Linked DNA regions of Mus musculus: region 2 is linked to region 1. The links are chromatin contacts, called in public Micro-C maps. All regions are on one chromosome and are shown on one strand. The core of a region is the stretch at or near the end of the contact, and the rest is flanking DNA. Distances in the headings are between cores, read along the strand shown. Region 1 overlaps Gm46545 (predicted gene, 46545). Region 2 overlaps Lpp (LIM domain containing preferred translocation partner in lipoma).

The links. A called contact is a pair of places that touch in the nucleus more often than the background predicts.
Region 2: a contact with region 1 is called in a Micro-C map of muscle stem cells, with 2.9 times the contacts expected there. The contact joins two enhancer-like sites. A contact is called at or near these places in 1 of 484 Hi-C or Micro-C datasets (muscle stem cells) and 1 of 9 other capture datasets (macrophages).

Annotation. Positions count from the first base shown.
Region 1 is chr16:24,068,870-24,076,751 of GRCm38.p6, forward strand. It overlaps Gm46545 (predicted gene, 46545), which reads right to left. Exons shown (of 2, transcript NR_155457.1): 2 at 7,606-7,882. Among named protein-coding and RNA genes, the nearest start is that of Gm46545, 9.9 kb to the right of the region's middle. Within about 2 kb of position 4,887, at least 13 of the 459 cell types and tissues checked have an H3K27ac peak or open chromatin away from gene starts, as enhancers often do. A contact at or near this core is called in muscle stem cells, where this site is marked.
Region 2 is chr16:24,438,592-24,446,473 of GRCm38.p6, forward strand. Lpp (LIM domain containing preferred translocation partner in lipoma) reads left to right here. Exons shown (of 13, transcript NM_178665.5): 2 at 4,190-4,299. Among named protein-coding and RNA genes, the nearest start is that of Gm24440, 36 kb to the left of the region's middle. Within about 2 kb of position 4,725, at least 42 of the 459 cell types and tissues checked have an H3K27ac peak or open chromatin away from gene starts, as enhancers often do. A contact at or near this core is called in muscle stem cells, where this site is marked.

The sequences.
Region 1 (7,882 bases), core at 3,637-6,136:
GCTGGATAACCCCTGCCTGGTGAGATATTTAATTAAAAAGAAGGAAAGGACACGGTCAGCATTGATGTACATAACTTGAAATAAATACTAACTTCTATCATCTCCTTTCTTGATTTTCTAGTTCCTTTTGTTGCATTTGCATAGCTGTTGTTGGGTTCCATATCTGTATTTGCATATTTGTATTCACATTCTCTCTGTTAGCCAGAAAAATAAATCAGTCAAGAGAGTTACATTGGTATAATAAAGGGAAATAATTAGTGCAATACAGGCAACATTACTTGGAATAACAAGAGGATATGTGTTATGTTGGTATAAATACTACAGAAATCCAAAAAAACAGCCACATATGCCTTGGAGCAGTGTTTCTCAACCTGTGGGTTACAGTCCCTTTGTGTGTGTGGGCGGGGGGGGGGGGGAGGGTCGTCAAACAACCCTTTTACAGGGGTCACCGAAGACTGTCAGAAAACACAGATATTCCCATACAATTCATAACAGTAGCAAAATTACAGCTATGAAGAAGCAATGGAAATAACCTTACAGTTGAGGGGGGGTCACCACAGCATGAGGAACTGCATTAAAGGGAGGTTGGGCACCACTTCTTTGGAGGTTATTGATCTGGCTCTTATTCATAGAGGAGCTGGGTGGATTCCTCACTGTGTGTGCTCCACGGAGAAGCGGGAGCCAAGTGTCCAGTTGAGCATGTGCTTCCGATGTGAGTGAAAGGTAGTGTCGATAGTTAAAGGTCAGAGAACAAACAAACCCAAAGTTACACGGTGCTAAGATCTTTGTGCAGACAAGGAAGGTCCACTGTTGCTGCAAGTTACATGTGTGTTTGACTACTATAAACAAGAACATAGACTTCAGCAATCCTATACCCATATTAGTTTTATTTTTTTTCTGATTTTTCTATTTTTACTTTGTCTGTATTCAACTAGTGAGTCTACTAGCCTACTGACCAGACAATAATTCTATTTGAGATAGTGGTAATTTTTGAGACATGATCTCTCTCTGCAGATCAGAAGGGCATGGAACTCACTATATAGCTCAGGCTGGCCTCAGTCTCATAGGACTCCTGCCTTGGCTTTCCATAATACTCAAACTACAGACATGAACCATACTGCCTAGCTAAAGCCCTAGCACTAGAGTATAGTTTTCCATTTTTAGTTAACATATCTGCTCTTCGAGATGAGACAATAAGGCCCATTGTTGGTCCTTTCTATCTCACTCTGTGGGTTGGTCGTTAGAAATCATCACTGAGAAATGAAGTTCAAAGCAGCCGATAGTGCTAGGTCAGCAATGAACATAAAACACCGAGAACCTTGCTAAGTACAGACCATGCCATAACATACATCCCCACACGTACCTTCTGCATGTCTTCTTCTGTCCCATCCAGCTGTGTGGTCAGGGGAGTTTGAGAACACATACTACATGCACTTTCTGGACTCCCAAATGTAGGCAGATTCTTCCAGAGAGCATCCAAATGTGAGACATAGACTTTTAAATCACAGACAGTTGGAAGTGGATCAAGGGCACTGAGCTGGGACACAGTAGGCCTATCCCTATCTTCCTCTCCCCCTGACTTCTGGGGAAGTGGTATTTCTTGTTTTGTTTTGTTTTGTTTTGTTTTGTTTTGTTTTGTTTTGTTTTGTTTTGTTTTGTTATCTTGCGTACCTAGAGTTTCCACTTATGTACAGGTTGCTGAATGAACCCAGAATCAGGGCAGTGAGCCTAAGCCATCTAATCCTCTGATTTGCTTTTGCTTTGGCTGAGGGTCATAGATTGAATTGTGTCCCCTTAAAATTACTATGTTGATGCCCAAACAACTTGTAACTTTGAATGTGTTCTTTATTGGCGAGAAGGTCTGTTCAGAGTACCTAAGCTAAGGAGTTTAATTCAGAGTTGGCTCTAATCCAGAGTGTCTGGTAACCTTATTAAAGAGAACATCTGCACACAGACAAGGACATGTGCACAGGGAGAATGGCATGCACATATGCAGATGTCACCTGTAAGTCAAGGAGATGGCCTGGAACAGCTCTTTCCTCCTCAGTCCACATACGGAACCAACTATGCCCACACCCACACTTTGGGCATCTGGAGTCAAGCCTGGAAGACAATATGTTCTGTTGTTTAGATGGCCCAGCCTGCTCTGTGTTGTGGCATCTCCAGCAAAGAAACACAGTGACTTTTTACCTTGCCCCTCATCTGTCCTAATTTACTCCCACTCAGCTGCTCCATGTAATATGCCTGTTATCTGGCTTTTTAGGCACCGAGACTGTAATCTCTACAAGAGACACCCAAGCAGCATTTGGGGCCATTCCTTGTAATTACTTCCTAAGAGCCTCTAAAATTTTAGAAGCAAAGGTTGTATTCCATGAGAATCTCAACTCCAAAGCCTTGTGGGGCAGACTATCACATACCCTGGGTCTGTGTGGTTTGTTGATATATATTAAGTTCTTGATGCACACAGTGAGAAACTTTCATTCAGAGTGCCTGTAGTCTGTCCCCGTTGCAGATCATAATTTCCTAGAATGAGTTCGCTGGAAGTGGGGATGGGCAGGGAGGCATGGACTGACCTGCAGAAGGGGTAGAAATAAGCTTGACACACCACCGTTCCTGGAACCCATCATTCTACAGGGAAGACATTCTCCCCTGGTGGCCTTATGTTCAACTAGCTGAGTTTAACATCAGGACCCAGGGGCCTTTTGATTTACCCAGTGAGCTGTAATAAGCTGCAAGGCCTCAGGTACCATCGTGTATAGAACAAAACATTTGAACAAATTAGAAGCCTGCAGCGCTGGAAGCCTGGCCTTCATGGGACTAGAAAAGGCACACAAAGTACTGGGACTGGGAAGAAGTCTCTCTCTAAACATGTGATTACACAGCTCCTTTCAGCCGAGGTGCTTTGGGTTCCTCCATGATTCTAGAATTCTAGAATCCTCAGTCTCGAACCTAAATCAGAAGTCCAGGGGTCAGGGAAGGAGACCAGGTGGGTGGCCGAACCCAGAGAACAATCCAGTGGAGGAACACAGGTTCTCTTCAGCTATGTCCTGGATCGTGTCACTCCTTTGCTCCCGCCTCCCCTGATGCCCCATTTCTCCTGTAGTGACATCCCAAGTCTCTGAAAACACTCACAATCCACAGACTTGCTTCTATGTTGCCTCTTTGGGCTTCATGCCCACTCCTTTCCCAGGCCCCTCTACCCCAGCACGATCAGACACTGCTATAGTGACACAGCTTCCTTCTCTCTAGAATGCATTTTGAGGCTTTCTTCTGGGCAGGCACTTCTATGGTTATATGATTGGTAAGCCCCTGCTCTCCACAAAAAGCTGGAATCTCACCTCCGCTGTAGCTCTACATCAGCCTGTGCATTGGTCCCTGGCCACCCCAAACCAGGGCTTTCTGCTGCCGGGACTTTAGCCCTCTTAGCACAGTAGATCTTTGCCCTGCTTAGGATATAGAATAACATTGGTCTCCCTGCTAGGAGGCAGGTCCTTCAGAGGCCTGTAGACCTCTGAAGTGTGCCTGCTCAGCCAAAGCTCCCTGAATAGAAGAGAAAGCAATGAAAGAGAATGTAAGAATTACCATTTTTGAAGTATTTTAAGCTTCATAGAGCAGTAGCAAAGACAATACAGGTTTCAAATAAATTCCTTGCAAATGCTCAATTGTATCACCATATTTCCCCGGAGATTAGCCATATCAACATTAACGTTACTAGTTTCAACTCCAATGGCATCTGCAGAACCCCTTGGGTTGCAAATGCCCTCTCCTCCCCAGCCCTCTCTTCCCCACTCTCTGCTCTCTCCTCTTTTCTTTTCTCAACTCTCCTCTCCACACATCAACTCACTCATACCACCTATAGTGCAAGGCTAGGGAGGAGAAAAGAGAGTATATCCACGAACAGATTAAAGAGGCTCTTCAAGGCTTCATGGTTTGAAAGAGAAGGATCAAATCGTAAGTGAGCCGGGGTTTCCTAACTCATGGCTTGTCCCTGTTTCTTTGGGCAATGCTGCCATTTTTCCAATCAGGTTCCATTGCCTCTGCTCTGGCTGCATGGGCTAGCATGGTTTTTTCCTTTCCTTTCCTTTCCTTTCCTTTCCTTTCCTTTCCTTTCCTTTCCTTTCCTTTCCTTCCCTTGCCTTCCCTTCCCTTCCCTTCCCTTCCCTTCCTTCCTTCCTTCCCTTCCCTTCCCTTCCCTTCCCTTCCCTTCCCTTCCCTTCCCTTCCCTTTCTTTCTTTTTTTGTATTTCTGACAAGGTGAAGATGGCAGCTGCCTCTTCAGCTTGTATGCTGGGCTGGCCCTGAGCAGCTGTAACTCACACTACCAAGTGCTGAGACACCAACATTCCTGCCCCTACACGGCATATCCTCCCCTCACTCAATCATTCTGCACCCGAAGTGCCAGAGGGAGGAGGTGCTGCCAGCCGTGGCTTACCACAGGGTCCTCAGGCGCCCTGCAGCCTGGTGACTGGGATGCCATCTGGCACCCGCCACAGCTGCAGGGCCTCCAGCCTGGCCTAGAAATCCAGAGTGGGCTCTTGGCATTGGCGCAAGAAAGCCCTCTAGCCTCTGGTCAGTATGTCCATCCTTTCCTAGATGGAACAAGCCACTGATTGTCTCCAGGCCTCAGCCTCCTCAGCTGTCAGGACAGGAGAAGAAGTGAATTTGGGAGTACTTGATCTTTCATTTTTCTCAGCCCTGGATCCCCTTATATTCAGGAAGGAGTCTTAGGTCCTGTTCCCAAGTAGAAACAGTACTCAGTATGGAGAAATGGAGACTCATGAGCAGTGAAAAAGTAGCGTCAGAGGGAGAGATCTGATATGGATGCTATGGTGAGGATCAGATGACTTCAGCATAGGTCAAGCATGCAGTCAGTGGTCAAATATTTGCAACAGCAGTAGTGAGAATGACATCTATCCCGAGTCTCATCTGCTCCCGTCATCCATCCGAAGCCAGGCCCTTGCTTTCCGCTGCCATGTGTTCTCTGTGCCAAGGGTGCACACACGCCTCTGTCCCAGCTTCCTAAAACATAGCTGTGCTATGCATTCCTTTCCTGTTCAGAATCCTTCACTGATGCCCAAGCACCCCAGGAGTTAGGTGTCAATGCTTCACACTGTGCATCAAGAGTCACAACACATGGGTCCCCCCTCCTAACCTTCCCAGCCTTCTTGGTTCCCCACACCTGCCCAGTGCTTTGGTAAACCTGCCTTTCGTGACCAACAACAGGTGCTAGTTGTTGATGTCTGGCAAAGAGCAATAAGATCGTATGTTAGATGTGGCTCTGGAGTCAGAAAAAAATTAATGTTGGATGGCTGTGTGGCCCTCAGCAATCTCTGAGCCTTGGTGTCCCCACTTCTAAAGAAGGATTTGTAAATGGTACCTCAGGACTGTGAGGACAGAAGCCAGATGGAGAGCGTCTGATCTCCAGTGAGTACCACTACTCAGTACCCCTTGTTACTCGGTGCTCCCATACTCTGGCTGGGTCCTGCCTAATACTGACCCCTTCCTGACGGACTGAGATATGCTTCCCTAGTACGCCTTCTGCACACACCCTGCTTTTCCCTTTGTAGAAGTCAGGTCTGGTTCTTCTTCTCAGTCTCGTGCTGTCAGAAAGAAGACTCAGGCTCAACATATATTTACAAATGCCTTGGCCATACAGCTAGGCTCTTCTCTGACTCGATCATAACTTAGATTAAACCCATTTATCCTAATCTACATTCTGCCATGTGACTGGTTACCTGTGCTCAGGTACCACACATCGATCTCCTCACATTTTCCCTGGTGAATTTCCTGTGCCTGGCACTATCCCAAAATCCTTTCTGCTTTTTGGATGTCCCACCTCCAACTTTCTGACTCCGCTATAGGGCATCAGTTATACTATTGACAGGTGTCACATCCATACAGACACAAGATATTTTCTCTACACCCCTCATAGTCTAGTGACTTGATTCTTCTTTTCTTTTTCCTTTTTCTTTTTCTTTTTCCTCTTTTTTCTTTTTTCTTTTCTTTCCTTTCTTTTCCTTCCCTTTCCTTCCCTTTTCTTTCCATCCCTTCCCTTTTCTTTTCTTTCCCTTTTCTGTCAGAGTGAAGCCCCTGAATGTAAGAAGAAATCTTTCACCAACCAGCCAGCACTTCAAAGGTGTCAACCAGAGTACGTTGGACAATGAGCTAAAACAATGAAATTAGAGTGAAAGTATGGATCAGGGAGATCTATAGACGCACACTGAAATCCTAAGGGTAGGCTACCTCTTCCATGGTCAGTACAGGATGGCTGAGTGCCAGCTCTAAGTCATGCATGTCACCCTGTAGGAGTGGATAAAGCCATTAGCGAGCCTGGGTGGGGATAGCTTTCTTTGCTCGGGTTGTGTTGCAGTACAGGAGGGTTGAACCCAATGAGCAAGTAGGGGTGAGGGAGGAGAGGCAATGAGAAAGTGTGATTTTTATTTGTTTACCTCTCACCTGTCGGGGCACCTTGGGCCATGGATGAAATGAATTAGGCTTTAAAAAAACCAAACCAAACCAAAAAAATGAACCAGTCACTCTTCAACATGGTCCGCAGAGCAGCAGCAATGGAATTCCATACCAGAGCAACAGAAATATAGAAGTGGATTGACAGTCGGAATCAGCAACTTCAGAGGGGGCCCAAGCAATCACCTATTCTATCTGGTCCTCATGTTCTGAGGCACGGTCAAGTTTGAGAACCACAGGGCTATCTATACACAGGGACTTTTAAAGTCCTTTCCTTTTGTTTGTAGTTGCAATGGTCTATATTTCTTCTATTGATGTCTTAGTCCTTTTGCTGATGAAGGAGCAGATACTCACCCTCACTCATTCCATTTATATGTTCTACCCAGCAAAGTCCTTGTCCTCTAAGACCTCAAGAACATCCACAGTTTAGGACCCTGGGGTGTCCCTGGACATGTGCTCTAGTGGTGGATCCTTTGAGAAGACATCCTATGTTGGCATTCTGATCCAGGGCCTAGCAGGCCCAAGGCAGGGTTTATGTCAGAGGCCTCAGGGAGGGTGAGGCTGAGGTCCAAAGAGGCCTGGTGAGGAGGGAGGCTGAGGTTCAGGGGTGTGACAGTGTAATCCCCTTACCCAGTGTCCCATCCTGGGGATGTGAAGAAAAGCTGTCCTGTGTTCTAAGAGGCTGGTTGCAGCCTCAATTCATTTTCACATTGGCTGCCTTTGGGGCCAATATGCCTCCACCCTGAATTTTCTATCCCTTTCAATGGGGCTCAGCAAATCATATGAAAAAGTCAAGAGGCTGTTTAAGAAGCACTCATCTGGACCCACAGACACACACACACACACACACTCTCTCTCTCTCTCTCTCTCTCTCTCTCTCTGCCCCTCCTCCAATGCCATGATGATTCACTTCACATCTCTTCTCCTGTCATTTTATGGAGTCATGATGATGGTGAGGATGAGCTTTAGGGGATAGAGTGGGTGTGGGGAACTCCGTGGTTAGAGGACCTCGCAGTGGGGACACCCTGTTGCAGAAGCAGAACTCAAATGGTTTGGGTAATTATCTGTATGATAGATGAAATCCAAAGAGCACAGAACCAAAGAAAGACAAACACCCATTCCCTGATGCCCACCCCACCCCACCCCCAGCAGCCAGGCACCCACTCTTTTACCCCAAAGCAGAGATCATACCAAGAGCAGAAAGAGGCAGGGTGGAGAAGCAGAAGGGCAGTTCTGGGCCCTGGAGCTTGTGACAGTGGCTACCTTCCTAACCATCCCAGCAGATGTCCCTCTAGCAGACAGGCAGAAGGAAGTCTCTGTGGTCTGGGGCCCCACCCTGGATAGTTCTGTAATGGTGCCATTCTCAGAAGAGGAAGTGCAATGCCATGGGTAGGCACCGAGGTCTTTCTCCCAAGGGA
Region 2 (7,882 bases), core at 3,475-5,974, 370 kb after region 1:
TCTAGGTCATGAAGCATGCCAGGTGCACACTGCACCCTTCATATTACTGCATCTCGAGTTGATTATTAATTGCCAGTCAAACCAGCAATTTGCTGACAGTGTGCATGTACTGTGACTATGACTGCCTTTGTTCTTGGGGAATGACTTGCTGGTCTGTGATGATGGCTGTGGAATGGTTGCTTTTCCCTGTGGTGTTTTTTTTTTGTTGTTGTTTTGTTTTGTTTTTTTGTTTAAGCTCTGCATAGTTTTCTGACATTCTGGTTAGGTCTTCTAGTCTTCCATGACATTGAAGGTTGGGTAGGGAATCTTAGGGATGGAACTGAGTGTGAGTGTGTGTGTGTGTGTATGTGTGTGTGTGTGTGTGTGTGTGTGTTGGCAGGACTCCTGGTTTCATTTCTGACAGGCTTTTCAGGGTGACGTGAAGAAGGCATGCGGATGGATGGATTGATTTTATGGATAAAGAACCTGTGTTTCAGAGAATGAAAGTGACTTGCCTAGGGTCTCGGGTGAGCTGGCTTAGGACCCCTCCCCCTGAAATGCCCCCTTAATTGCAGGACTTCAATTGCATCCTGCTATGGGGGAGGGAGTTCAGTGCACATGCTGTGGAGTCACAATGTGGCATGTGACTTTTGGCTGAAATACGTGTTAGAGGGTATGTCAGTAGGCACCGTGGTTTTATCTGACAGGCATTTAAACAGGGGAGACACGGAAAGAACTCTTGTCACCGAAAGAATTCCAGATGCATTATTGAAGTGATTTGGATGTTTATGGTAATTGCTGGGACCACCTTTAGTGAAACGGTGGGCTAGTGAAAAATTCTCCTGGCCACATAGTCACAGAACCTTCCCAAGGCATTGTCCCCATTGCATTGTCTAGGGAGGAGCTCAAGCACCAGTGAGCACTTTTTGTTTTGTAGTGCAGGCTGTTCTGGTTTTTGTCACCCCACCTGTGCACACTAAGCACTTGGAGGTCGGAGGACAGCCAGGACATCTCAGGTCCCTCAGCTGTTGCCTTGATGCTGGTGTGATTATGGAGAGAGACTAATTCTTTCCCTCTTCCCATGGTCTGAAACAGTAGTTTTTCTCAAACCTTTCCATTTCTCATCTTTGACTATCTTGGTTGTCATCAGAAGTCTAAGGCCCGAGTCTCAGAGATTCTGAAGACAAGCTTTAAGATAAGCTGTTCAGAGAATTTGGGACTCAGAGTGTGTTTCTCAAACTAAAACAAACAAACAAACAACATTCAAAAAACCTAAAACAAAAACAAAGTACCTCTGAGAATTTTATACATGTATACAATGAAAGATCATGTACACTCTGGTCCCCATTTACTTCCGCCATCTCCCTTTGTGCCCCAAATACTTCCCTGTGATAATCCACTAAGTCCAGTTAGTGACATGTGGGTGGGTGGGACCACACACTGCAGCACTGGAAACCTGGGAAACGGCCACGCCCTCCAGCCTTACATTTCCTGTCTTCCTTACCCGTTCTTTACTACTGCCAGGGTGTGTGTTTGGGTTGAACATGTCCTCAAGTTTACAAGGACCTGAGGCCATCTGCTTTTCATTTATGGACCAAGATACAGCTAATGGATAACCATACTGTAGCCTATGTTGTGGCATCCCGTTAACTAACTTGTTAAGCCAACTCACTGTCACACAGGCCATTTGCGGTGGGTGCTTTCCACTTACAGGTGAGAAAAGTGTAGTTTAGAGACGTCAAAGACATCAGGACTCTTTTAAAGTATTATTTTTATTTTCAATCCATCTATACCACTTCTCACTCCTTTTTCTGTCTCCAGTCGCCCCTCTATGTTATCCTCCCTCAAATGTTCCCCCTTCACAAGTTGATAGTCTCTTTTGCTTTGTTTACTATTGCTGTATATGTTCATATATATATGTGTGTATATATATATATATGCATATATATATACATGTTCATATATATGTACTCATATATATGAATTCAATATATATATGCATATGTTCATACATATATAGATATACACATTCATATATATACAACCTGCTGGATCTGTTTTTGTTGGAAATGCATATATGATTCCAAAGCTAGCATGTAAATGAACATGTTAATGTCTATTGGAGTATTTCACAGGTCCCATCTTTAGGAAAAAAAAAACCAAAAAACAGTACAGGCAACTGGTAATGAAAGGAAATAAAACTTGAGACCTGTGATTCATGTAATGTATGTCAAATAGCCCAAAGAGTTGTTTGTGAGCTTTGAAACTTTCAGTAACTGCTGGGAGAACATAGGATTATAGGATTCTTTTTTTGTTGTTGTTATTTTTGAGACGAGGTTTCTCTGTGTAGCCCTGGCTGTCCTGGAACTTGCTCTGTAGACCAGGCTGTCCTGGAACTCCAGTCCGTCGCTTCGGGGAAAGGCATGTGCTGCCATGCTCGGTGAACATTCTTACCCAGGTTTTCTAATTTGAGAATTCTTTGTCCTGTGCTATGTCATACTATACTATAATGCCTCTCACACAGGTAATAACAGGGAACTGTTAAGAAGACATACATCTCAGACCCCTGAATTTGCAGAATTAGAGGGTCCTTAAAGATCTCAGGGCTGATGGCTTCCAAGTGTTGGAAGCTCCAGTGTGGTCTTAGAGTTGGAGTGACAACAAATTGAGAAGTGGAGGGTGAGGGAGGCTTGAAGCCTGCTGGTACCTCTGATTTCCCTCCCTTTAAAAGGCAAGCATCTCTTAGTATTCACTTAAAGGAGAAATTGTGCTGAGAGATGAAAGACTGAAAATCACTGTGGTAGCCTAACACCTCTTCATGAAGGCAAACCCCAAAGTGGTTTAGCACAGCCACAAGCTGTGAGGGTCCCAGGGCAGAGACACCCAGCTCTGCATGTCCTTGACTCCCTGACACTTAGTTGAAAGCATCTCTCTGAACTCACATTCCCAACTTAGTGGGATGTGGTTGTTTCCTTTTTCAAGGAAGTATTTGATCTGCGGAGCTCCCTTTGAGGCCTCAGGAACAGCAGCTGGATGTTAAGGGATATTCAGCCCAGAGTGGCTACAGAGCCCTCCAGCTGCCCTGAGCACAGCCTCCTTGAACTGTGTCTGTCACTCTGGCTACATCTTCTCTTTTCATCCTGGTAATCTTGCTTTGACTGGTTTAATTTCTGTCTAGGAAAAGTGACTGTTATAGCCTATATTCTCTTACCTTCCTGACCCAACCTTGCCTGTCTAAACCCACGTAGCTATTGAGTGCTTACTGTGTGGAAGGCACCTGGCAACAGAACTATTACTGTCAAGTCCTTTGGAGGCAGTTATGCTACATATGGTTATATGCATGCTAGTTATAGGGAATAAATTTCATCTCATAGAATCATGTGGCTAGAAGGTGGGCAGTTGGGGAGAGGGGCTAGGGTGCTTCTGTAATTGCAAGTTGTCGAATTTGTACCGTGAACAACCATGTTAGTTGGCTTCTTGCATCTACCATCTCTGGGATGTTATGTTGTCTTTATCATTAATTTTCTCTATAATATGGGAGTAGAATGTCTAGCTCAGGGGGTTATCATTGCTATTAGATAAAATAACACACACACATCTGTGTATATATAAAGCTGCAGTACAGTTGCTAATGTGAAGTAAGTCTATATCACATCATAGTTATTACTATTAGTATTTCTTCAGTGAGGAGCAGAAGAGCACATTTTTTTTTTTTAAAATCTTATCAATGGTTTCATCAGAGCTTTGCTTCTTTATAACGAAAACAGGCAAAGCATAACCTCATTTTCTAAGCTCTGAACAGTTGGCTTTCTACATTGCTATGAGATGTCTCTATTTATCCTCAGCTCTGGACACCCTCACCAGTGACCTGTCTGTCCGTAGACCGACTCTAGCTGACTACTGTTCCCTCATGTATCTTCTCGCTGTCTACACTGGAATCTTTTATCTACTATTTCCTTCCCATCTTCATAACTGCTGTCTGCTGTAACCGCTTTTAATACCTAGCCCCAAGTCTAATCCAGCCACTGGGAGGTAAGCAAGGAATCATAGCTTGCCCTCCACTATGGCTTCTTTCCAGCAGGGGAAACAGATGGCATAGTGCCAGCCAGAAAATAACCAGCATTGTGCTGTTTCCTCACCAGAGTAGGGGTGCATTTCTGGGAATTTATAGCCCCTCTATAAATGACAATGAGTATCTGGTTCTTTGCAGGACCTGAAGAGAATCCTGACAGCTAGAGTGTTGGAAGAGGCTTGAAGAGAGGCCACACCCTCAGAGCTGCTTGGGACTCCTCTTGAGGGTGGTCTCCCACAGGAAGACTGGTATGTAAAGGGACTTAGTGTCTTGGTTCACTCTGCTGCTCACTGCATGCTGCCTCTGGTGCCAGACTCCACGTGGAGCCTCCGTGAGCTGGGCTGGAAGGGTTAACTGGTTGGAGCGCCTTATCCTTTTGGTATCTGCAACTTGAAATGTCTTGAGCCCTTGATTAATTCATGCTTGGACATTTCCTCTGTGCTCCTCGGTAAATAGTTCCTTACTGTACATTTATTTCCCCACGGGCTTTTTGCAGTGAGGCTGGAGCCCGTGTTCCTAACAACTCCTCCAAGGAAAACACTGAAGGCCATGTTCCCGGAACCGAGACTCTCAGGGGTCTTCCAGACATCCATCTCTATTACCTCCTTCTTGCCCGGAGTTTGCTTTTAGCTGAAAAGGGAGATTTTGTCTTGAGCTGCTCTGTAGACATATGTGACTTGGAATTTGAGACTCTGACAGCTGCTGCTGAGCTTTGAGCTGCAAGTGTGAGCAGCATATAGACCTAACCTGTAAAGCGAGGACTCAGCCTCGCTTAATTCCCAGGGCCTAGTGTCTCTTTGTCTTGTGAATGACCTCACTGCTTTGTGTATTTGTAATGGAATGCACAGTCATTTACAAGTAATCACACAATAATCCCTCACACTTTTAGAAGGCCTTACTCTCTTCCAGAGGGCTTTCCTTCTCATTATCTCTTCTGATCCTTGTAACTACTCCAAGAGGGAGGCCCAGAGTTACTGCTGTAATCTCTGATTTTCAGGTGTAGAAACCGAGGCTTAGAAGAGTTAAACAGAGGTCACACAGTGAGTTTAGTTTAGAGTACAGTCACACCTGGAGGCTCAGGTCCTCAGGTTCCTTTGTCGACTTTCCGTTGCTGTAGCCTTGCGAACTTATATGTGCTGGCTCTGTGCCTCTGCCTTCCTTTTGGCACAATGGATATTATGTTTCCCCCCACAGGCAGTTGTGTGTAGAGATTAAGGGAGACTGCCTGGGGTGGCATTTAGGTATGGTCGAGCACACTGGTCACATGAAGCACTGCCCCTTTGACTCCATGAATCTTGAATTCCATAGTGCAGTTGAGGTGTACAGGAAAGGGTGTTTCCCTCTCCCCCACTCTGAGGACATCTCTGAGGCACTCCAGCCCTGGGGTGAGCAAGTTGACCTCACTGCCCTGTGTTGTTCTGAGAGTTGTGCTTGCCCCTTTTCATTCAGAATTCATTCTTAATGTTCTTGGGAAGAATTTTGACCTGTGTGTGTGTGTGTGTGTGTGTGTGTGTGTGTGTGTGTGTGTGTGTGAGAGAGAGAGAGAGAGAGAGAGAGAGAGAGAGAGAGAGAGAGAGAGAGATGCATGTTTTTTGGGTCTGGCAGGACTGGTTTCTAGTATTGAAGAACAGGATCTGTATCATAGACTTCATCCATGAAGGATGGGCATGTAGAAAGGCCAGCAGAGGAAATGATAGAGAGCTAGTCTTAAAGGTTGCTTTCTTTAGTTTTACACCGAACTACCACTCTCTGTGCCTAGAAGCAGGCCTGTAAGCTCAGGCACTATGAAGGCTACAGCATGTGGAGCTCAATTTTATGGCCTAGTTGGGGTATGGAAGGGACTAGAAGCTCATCCTGAGCCACTTAGTGGCCCTAAACAAACAAACAAACAAACAAACAAACAAACAAGTAGAAAGAAGACGAAAGAAGATGAGATTCAGCTCAGTGGTAGAGCTTAGCTTTTCTGAGAATGCTTCCCCTCCCTCCCCCCCCCCCCCCACAGAAGGATTGTGGAAGGAGAGGAGAGACTAGGTGCTTTCCAGTTCACAGGATAGCAGTGTACATGTTGAATATGTTGCTTAGCATTAAGGCATTGGAAAACCCGCAGAAGAATGGACTTCATGTTGGTAACAGTTGCATGAAGAATCATCAATGTGACTTGGTCAGGAGAGAGTATAACTGCTGTGGACCGAGGTCTTGGATAGCTTTGTTTTTATATACACACTTACCTACAAGAATTCCAACTCAATGTGATAAGCATTGCTTGACCTGTGGTCCTAAGGAGCCAAACGGCCAGGAGGTTGAAGGCCGGGGAGTCAGAATTTGGTTCCATATAAGGAAGAACTGTCTTGTGCAAAGATAGAATTAACAGCTGTCTGAAATATGATCTCTGTCTCATGGGAGACCGTGGAGATGCTAAGGGGAGTCATGAATAGTCAGGCATAGTGGGTCAGAGGTGCTCTGTGGCCAGAACACATACACACAGGGAATGAGATGTCCCTTTGCTGATAAAGAGATGAACTTGTACATGTTTGCACAGCAGAGGAGAACTGTGAGTCTTCTCTTCTGATTTTCATATTTATCCTGGTGCCTCACTGCTTGCACCTTGGTTTTGGAAGTTCCTAGCTCTTCTCTGCATAGTGTTTTCAGGGCAACATCTTACTTCTCAGCTGAAATGCTCCTGTCCACGCACAAGCAGAAACTGCTCCCAACAGAGCCGTTTCCTTTCTTCTCCACCCTCCTGCTAGCTCCTGGGAGAACTGCAGTGTGGAACCTGGTTTCTGAGCTGGGTTCTGCTGGGTGGTGGCAGGGGCTTTATCTGGGTGCCTATGTGCATCCCTTAATTTTGTGTTTATATCTTATAAAAACATAAAAAAATGCATCAAAATAAGCTCACAGGGACCGTTTGGACTGAAGAACTAGAAACTGCTTTTTGGGCACATAGCTGGATAATTTAGGGCTAGCTGTCCGGTTTTTGGATAAGGGAATGGGAGCCAGCAGAGCAGAACTGATTTGCATAGCATTGTGCCATCAGAAGCGACTGTTCTGGCTTGGAGCTTGGGAACCTTTACTCCTTGCCCAGTGCTGTTTGTAACTGACAACTCCTTGATGTTAGAAGCAGCAGCCTCACAATGCAGTCTGAAGAGCCTGAGAATTGGTTACCATTTGGAAAAGGACTCACCTCATCTTAGAATAGCTTTATTAGTGACAGGATAGTAAGTTCAAACATGACATGGGGAACCAGAAACCAAAGGTACATTTGGGGTCTCCTCTCTGAGTGTCCACCTAATATCATGTCTGTCTTTCATTTTTCTCTCCCTTGATTTATCTTGAGTCACTTTGACCAGATTCAGTCCTGATTAGCTTCACAGTTCCAACTATTTCACAGGACCTCGGCCTTAGAATATATTTTACAAGCTGTGCTATATGATTTGCCTTTCTCTCCCCTAACAGACACGCGCTGCCAGTAGTCTGCCTTGACTCTGTGTTGTGGATTCTGATGTCTGCCTCATTGTAAGAATTCATGCTAAGCCAAGTGGCCCGAAAACTCCCCAACTCAAAAGTCTATGAAGAGTTATTTCAGTGCCTGTGTAACATGGGTTAAATTCCTGGCTCCTGGCACAGGTGCTTCACTGAGAGTGATATGTATTGTTACACACACATTATCACGAATAAGATATTAACTGGATATTTACTCAATTTAACTTAAAAGTGTTTGTTGTCTGTAACATTGTACACAGTGCTGTGTTAGGACACTGTCTGCAACATTGTACACAGTGCTGTGCTGTGGTAGGACAGTATCTGCAACATTGTACATAGTGCTGTGCTATG